2 separate regions of the Sus scrofa genome follow, and region 1 is linked to region 2. A link is a contact called in public HiChIP or PLAC-seq data. All regions are on one chromosome and are shown on one strand. Each heading gives the region's core, a stretch centred on a gene start, on an enhancer-like site or on the middle of the called end of the contact. The rest is flanking DNA. Distances are from core to core; before and after follow the strand shown. Region 1 has its middle 63 kb from the start of ZFP36L1. Region 2 overlaps RAD51B (DNA repair protein RAD51 homolog 2).

Region 1 (3,372 bases), core at 720-3,219, 210 kb after region 2:
TTTCTTTCTTTTTGTCTTTTTAGGGCCACACCTGTGGCATATGGAAGTTCCCAGGCTAGGGGTGGAATCAGAGCCATGACTGCCAGCCTACGCCACAGCCACAGCAACGCAGGATCCTTTAACCCACTGAGCGAGGCCTGGGATCAAACCCAAGTCCTCATGGATGCTAGCCGAGTTCATTACTGCTGAGCCACGATGGGAACTCCCCAGAGCAAATTTCTAAGAAATCACCACCCCCTCCACTTGAAGCAAGCCAACCAGTTGTGGCAAATGTCTACCCAGGTACATTAGAGTAAGTGAAGATTATTGGTCTCTCCATCAAGAATGATCGAGAAAGAAAACACCCTTGTCACTCAGCAGATAACAATGACACAAGTCAGGCCCTAAATATTGACAGGATTCAATGGATGGTCTGCAAAGAGCATCTCTGCACCTGGCCACACCTGCTTCACTTCTTGGAAGAGGGTCACCAACCCCTAGTATGTAGGCAGTTGGGGAAGAGGACAATGTGGGCTGATAGAGCCAAAGGTTCATGTTCATGTTGGAAGAACTAAAATTGGTACATAATGCATGGATGTGTGCAGTGGAAATGTTTTAGTAAAATTTCAGCCCTTTTCACCATTCACACACGCAGCTGCATCTCTGGTTCCCCCTGTAAATCCTACTGACCCGGGGTCCCACACTACTACAGGTCCATCCTTCCTCTTAGTGTGGTAAGACTACATTTTCAGGAAGCTGTCGGGCAGAGTGAGGCAACTCGAGGCTCTGAAGAAGCATCTACGTGCCTTTTAGGGTCAGAGTTTAACCTCCTCCCCTCCCCAGGAATTTCCCAGCATGCAGACAGGCCTTGAGATTGCAGATGGAAGGGTGAGTCAAGCCAGGACTCAGCACCCTTGAGCCTGACCATGGCACCCCTCACGTCATCCCACATTCCCTCTCTGCGTCTGGTCCAAGTACATGGAGCCCCAAGCCCCTACACCTCAAGCTGTGCTCCCCAGCCCAGTATCACATGCCAAGCCAGAACTGACACTGGGCCCAAGGTCTCTGAGAGCTCAGCACTGCTTGCAGTCCTAAACCAGGACATCTCAGAGGTGGGCCCCATGCCACATAGCCCAGCGTCGACTGTGCATTGGACCATCTATATTCTTTTTTTTTTTTTTTTTTTTTTCAGTTTTCCTTAAGACAAACTGCTGGCCTTTGGGAGACTGGCCAGAGTTAAGGTGGAGCTTCAATGTGGCCATTTTCACAGCCCCAGCAAAACCCTTGGTTGGTGCCAAATTCTCGTCCAGTTGAATAGAATGGAGGAAAGCTGACCAACCCATCGGAATAATAATAGCTAATACTTAACAGAGTGATCACACATCAAGACTGCTCTAAATGTTTTCTGTGCATTAATTTGTCTTCATCTCACATGCTCATCCTCTACAGTAAGAGCTATTATTTTTCTATTTTATAGTTGAGGAAACCAGAGTAAGGTTGCAAACCTAACAATCCCAAGTGTCTCAACTACCGCCTCCCCAAGGGTGGAAGCCTAGAGGGTTTGCCCAGGGTCCCCTCCCACAACCCCATGTCCACACTGCAGCATCACCGGGCTTATGTGCTAAGAGAAGAAAGATGCAGGGGCCCCTCCAGAAGCTTAAGAGGTAGGCATGTGGTTTAATGGGGCAGATGTGGCTTAAGAGTCAAGACTCCCAGATTTCCATCTAGCTCGCCCTTCATCCACACGAATATTGCCAACTGTTCCAGCTCCTAAACTCCACCCCCTCCTTGGTCAGGCACGAGGTCTCCCTGACCTCCCAGGTCCCTTCATAGAATCCCCAGATTCTGTGAGGAATGGTGACAGGCAGCCCGAGTTGGCAGGAGGATGGACCAGACAAGGCAAGCCTGACCTGTCACCACTCAATCCACACATGAACCTTAGTGTGCACGTTTCAGTGTTTGGGGAACTATGTGTTCTTTTGAAATGTGTCTGTTTGGGTCATGAGTAAGTATTGGGGCAGAGGCAATGGGCTCCTTTTTCCAGTTAATGAAGTGAAGCTTTATGGAGGAAGATTTTCTTAGTCACATTTCCTGTTTCACACTGACCTTTAAAAAGGAAACCCACAAGTAAACCAGTGCCAAGGCCTGCTTATAAGATCTACCCACAGGTATAACAAAGATGAGCTAAATAAAGACCAGTGGGCCAAGCTTAACCTGAATCAGTGGAAATAGTAAGACACTAAGAGGGTCTGATGGGTGAGATAAAGGGGATGGTGGCGCTCAGTGAATTGCAAAAAAAAAAAAAAAAAAAAAAAAAAAAAAAAAAAAAAAAAGCAATGACATGTAAGAGGTTTCTCTTACATTTGACATGTGTTCAACAGGGATCCAGGCAGAGAGGCTGAGATAAAGGGGACGGTGGTGCTCTGTGAACTGCAAAAAAGACTTTGACACGTAAAAGATTTTTCTTGCATTTGAACACTCGTTCAACAGGGATCCAGGCAGAGAGGCAGAGAGAGACCATGTCACAATCTTGTCATTGTACTTAGGGCTTAGCCTCTTGTTATAAAACGGAGGCTCTAAAAATTAAGAAAGATGCTTGGAGTGATTTCAAAAGAAGGCATGGGAATTGCCTCTGTGGCGCAATGGAATTGGTGGTGACTTGGGGGTGCTGAGACGCAGGTTCGATCCCCAGCCCGGCACAGTGGGTTGAGGATCTGGCATTGCCGCAGCTGTAGCTTCAGTCACGACTGCGGCTCAGATCTGCTCCCTGGTCCAGGAACTCCATATGCCGCGGGGCGGCCAAAAAAGAAAAGAGGGAGGAAGGAAGGAAGGAAAGATGGAAGAGAAGGAATGATGGTGGGTGGTGGAATTCGTTATAGGAATCAAAATTATCCAGCCTGGTGAGAAAAGGACCAAGAGGTATCTCAGGAACTGGAAAGCTGGTGACATCTGGTGATTTGATGGATGATGGTTGAGGTGCATTTCTGCAACTGTGGCTACAGAATGAGAGGCCCACACAGGAGCATCTCGGAATGTTCAAGGATGTGTTGAAGGTGACCGAAGGGCGGAGTGGGTTCCCAAGGCCAGGGACGGCCCCACCTTCGTTCGCCAGGGGAGCTGGACCATCAGGGTTCAGAGCCTAAGAAGTCCTGTGAGATGAAGGCTACCAGCCACCATCGCTCAGTACGTCCACTCAAGGAAAATGCCGCAGCATAGAGTTTAGGTTTGGAAAGCTTTGTTTTGTTTTAAACAAGGAGGCCTGGAATTGGACTGAGGAGGGAAAGAAAAAAAAAATAAAAGTCAGGCAAAGGAAGCGGTGATAACATTAGCAAAAATGAGGCAGAAAATACGGGCAGGATGGACAGGCAATGATCCAGAGAGGACCTCAGAGCT
Region 2 (3,090 bases), core at 493-2,992:
CACCCCCACCCCACCCCTGTCAAGCACCATCAACAAGTGCACACTCCAACAATTAAAGTTTCCCCTGGGCGGAGCCTCTTCTTGACTAGGGATGTTCTACTTCTGAGCAGTGTGGTCAGGGCCTCTCATCAATGTGGTCCATACACCCTATGGTGCTACAGTGAGTTGCTCTCCACACCCATCCCAAATGCCAAACACTTCTGGACAGCACAAGGTTTGGGGATTTTTTTCCCCTCTCTTTCCAAACAGCCATCCACAGCTTCTCTGAGGTCTAGAATATGCAATTAACATGACAAAATCTTGACACGCTAAGTGAGGAGGACAGTCGGAGCCATTCTTGGATTTTTTTGTTGTTGTTGCTTTTTTTGTCTTTTTAGGGCCACACCAACAGCATATGGAGGTTCCCAGGCTAGGGGTCGAATCAGAGCTGTAGCCGCTGGCCTACACCAGAGCCACAGCAATGCTGGATTCAAGCCACATTTGTGATCTACACTGCAGCTCGCAGCAACGTCAGATCCTTAACCCACTGAGTGAGGCCAGGGATCGAACCTGCGTCCTCACGGATGCTAGTCGGGTTCATTAACCACTAGCCATGAAGGGAACTCCCATCCTCAGATTTGAGAAGCTCTATGTTGCAAAATCTGTGGTTTTCTCCAATTTTTATGATTCCTCTCACACGAATGTCAACATCAAACTAGTGAGCTGGGTTAGGAAGCTAGGATTCCTGGAAACTTGTGAGCCGGGTTAAGAAGCTAAGATTCCTCTGAGTTCCCATCATGGCACAGTAGAAACAAATCCAACTAGGAACCATGAGGTTGCGAGTTCCATCTCTGGCCTTGCTCAGTGGGTTAAGGATCTGGTGTGGCTGTGAGCTGTGGTGTAGACCGGCAGCAATAGCTCCGATTAGACCCCTAGCCTGGGAGCGTCCATATGCCACAGGTGCAGCCCTAAAAAGACAAAAAGACCAAAAAAAAAAAAAAAAGAAGCTGAGATTCCTGGGGTTATGCCTTGGCCTCTTACTAGCTCTCTGACATTGGGCAAGTTATTGAAACTCATTGTGCTTCATTGCTTATTTGTAAAACAGAGAAAACACGTGAGTTAACATAGATAGGTAAAGTGCTTAGGTTACTGCCTGGCCCATGTTCAGTGCTATTCAAGTGTTATGTGTTGTGATTATTGCTGTTGGTGTTCAGGTTGTTATTGTTATTAAATGGGTCCCAAACCTCAGGGGCAAGTCATTCGGCACATTGGGAATACCAGCTTCTTTGTGATTTCCATGTATTATACTTCCAACAACTGAGATGATTTACCACTCCCGAGTGTGGAAGCTCAGGTGTGTAACATCCTCTTTAAAAAAATTTTTTTCCCCATAAACATCTCCTTCGGGAAGTGGGCTCTGGTGTGCCAGGGTCAGATGAGCAATTGCTGGGAAAAACGAAGCTTAGAGTTATGCAAATACAGTGGAGAGAGGGCATCTCAGTCGCTGACTCACACCCACTGGCAACCCAGCCTGATCCATCCTGCTCAGAGCTCTTCGCCCGGAGGATCTCAGCTTGCTGTGTGGCTGGCCGGGAGCCCTGACATTTAGGCCTCTTGGTCCCCAAAAGTGGCAACAGAGAAGATGGGCTAGGCTTCAGCCAGAAGTCGCCCCTGGTGCCCAAGACACTGCTCACGTTTGCCAGAGGCCACTCACAATAAACTGCCCCTTCTGGGTGTGGCAGCCATCCTGTCCGGGTGACCATGTGGCCTGGATCTGTGCAGAAGGAGCCAGTTCTTAGTGGCTATTTGAGGGCTGCTGTTGGATGCTTCAGTCTGTGACTCACCTAAGATAGAATTTTCTGGGCAGATACAGGGGCGCAAGAAAGAAGAAAGTTACATCTGCACAAAGTTTCAGTTATAAGCCACAGTAATACCTATGACAAACAGAAAATATTCCATGCTCTTTGGTATCATAGAGACTGACAATAGAATCAGGATGCTTGACTTTCTCTTAACCTTAATCCCCATAAGGGATGCCCACATGACAATATTTTATCAATGCAAAATCCAGTAGAACACCTGCCTGAGCTAACCGGGGCACCTATAACAGCTCACTTCTTCAGCTCCAGCATGGAGAGGAAGGGGAGAAAGAAGAAAGAGGGGTGGAATAGAACAAGCTCCTGCATCCCATGCTGGACATTTGGGGCCAGGGAGCCAGCTGAGCTGATGTCAGACCCAAGCACCCCCACTGCCAGAGTCCCAGGCAAGCACCAGGTCCCAGGCAGGCACCAGGGACCAGGGAGATGCCTGCATCTCAGAGAAGCAGCACCTGGTAGGAGAGATTATGCTGCACAGTTAGACACACTCAAACGTGTGTTCTTGCTCCTTCTATAACTGGATGTAATTTAGACAAGTTACGTAATCCCTCTACGAACATGAAAAACTGCCTCATACCAGTTGGCATTAGAACTGTAAGTACCAGTACAGTGTCTGGAACACATTGAACATTCAATAGGCAAGCAGTAGCCATTTTTATTATTAAATGTAACAGTCACTTGGACCAAAGGCCAACTAATTTATAGTCATCTAATTATAGAAAACTACAAGTCAGCTAATACAGGTACGTACGCAAGGAAAAAGGCCTAGAAGTTTTGACAATGATTGTTTCTAGGCAATGGGATTATAGAAAGATATTTCTGTTTTCTTCTTTACACTCTTGTATTTTCCAAATTTTGATAGTAAACATGTATTTTTTTTTAATCTGAAGTTTTCAAAACACTATTGTTTAAAAAGTCATCAATCCCAGCTTCCTGGCTTGAGTCATACCAGCACTAAGCCATCCAAATCCAGAGTTGTTCTATCTATTGCTAAAGCCACAGAGATTAGACTCCACCCCCGTGAAGAGAACTCCTTCTTTTGCACTATGCACCCTGAATAGCCCTTATCCCCCAAATCATTTTTAGCTCATCATAACCTTGCTAGACTATTTAAGAGAAAAATGTGAGCCATTGAGAATTATGTCACCCATCACATTTCCTCTTTTTCGCCTTCCGCTGCCAAGAAGCCTTGAACAAATTTAATGCTCAATTACAGTAACCATTAGCTCAGGTT

What was found. HiChIP or PLAC-seq counts read pairs in DNA pulled down with a chosen protein or histone mark.
Region 1: an H3K27ac HiChIP or PLAC-seq map of alveolar macrophages shows a contact between it and region 2, with 5 times the contacts expected there. The contact joins two enhancer-like sites. A contact is called at or near these places in 1 of 47 Hi-C or Micro-C datasets (liver) and 1 of 2 datasets of contacts at active chromatin or transcription factors (alveolar macrophages).

The regions. Positions count from the first base shown.
Region 1 is chr7:92,431,147-92,434,518 of Sscrofa11.1, forward strand. No RefSeq gene overlaps it. Among named protein-coding and RNA genes, the nearest start is that of ZFP36L1, 63 kb to the right of the region's middle. Within about 2 kb of position 1,970, at least 10 of the 83 cell types and tissues checked have an H3K27ac peak or open chromatin away from gene starts, as enhancers often do. A contact at or near this core is called in alveolar macrophages, where this site is marked.
Region 2 is chr7:92,223,634-92,226,723 of Sscrofa11.1, forward strand. The region is part of intron 11 of RAD51B (DNA repair protein RAD51 homolog 2); the gene reads left to right. Among named protein-coding and RNA genes, the nearest start is that of ZFP36L1, 270 kb to the right of the region's middle. Within about 2 kb of position 1,743, at least 12 of the 83 cell types and tissues checked have an H3K27ac peak or open chromatin away from gene starts, as enhancers often do. A contact at or near this core is called in alveolar macrophages, where this site is marked.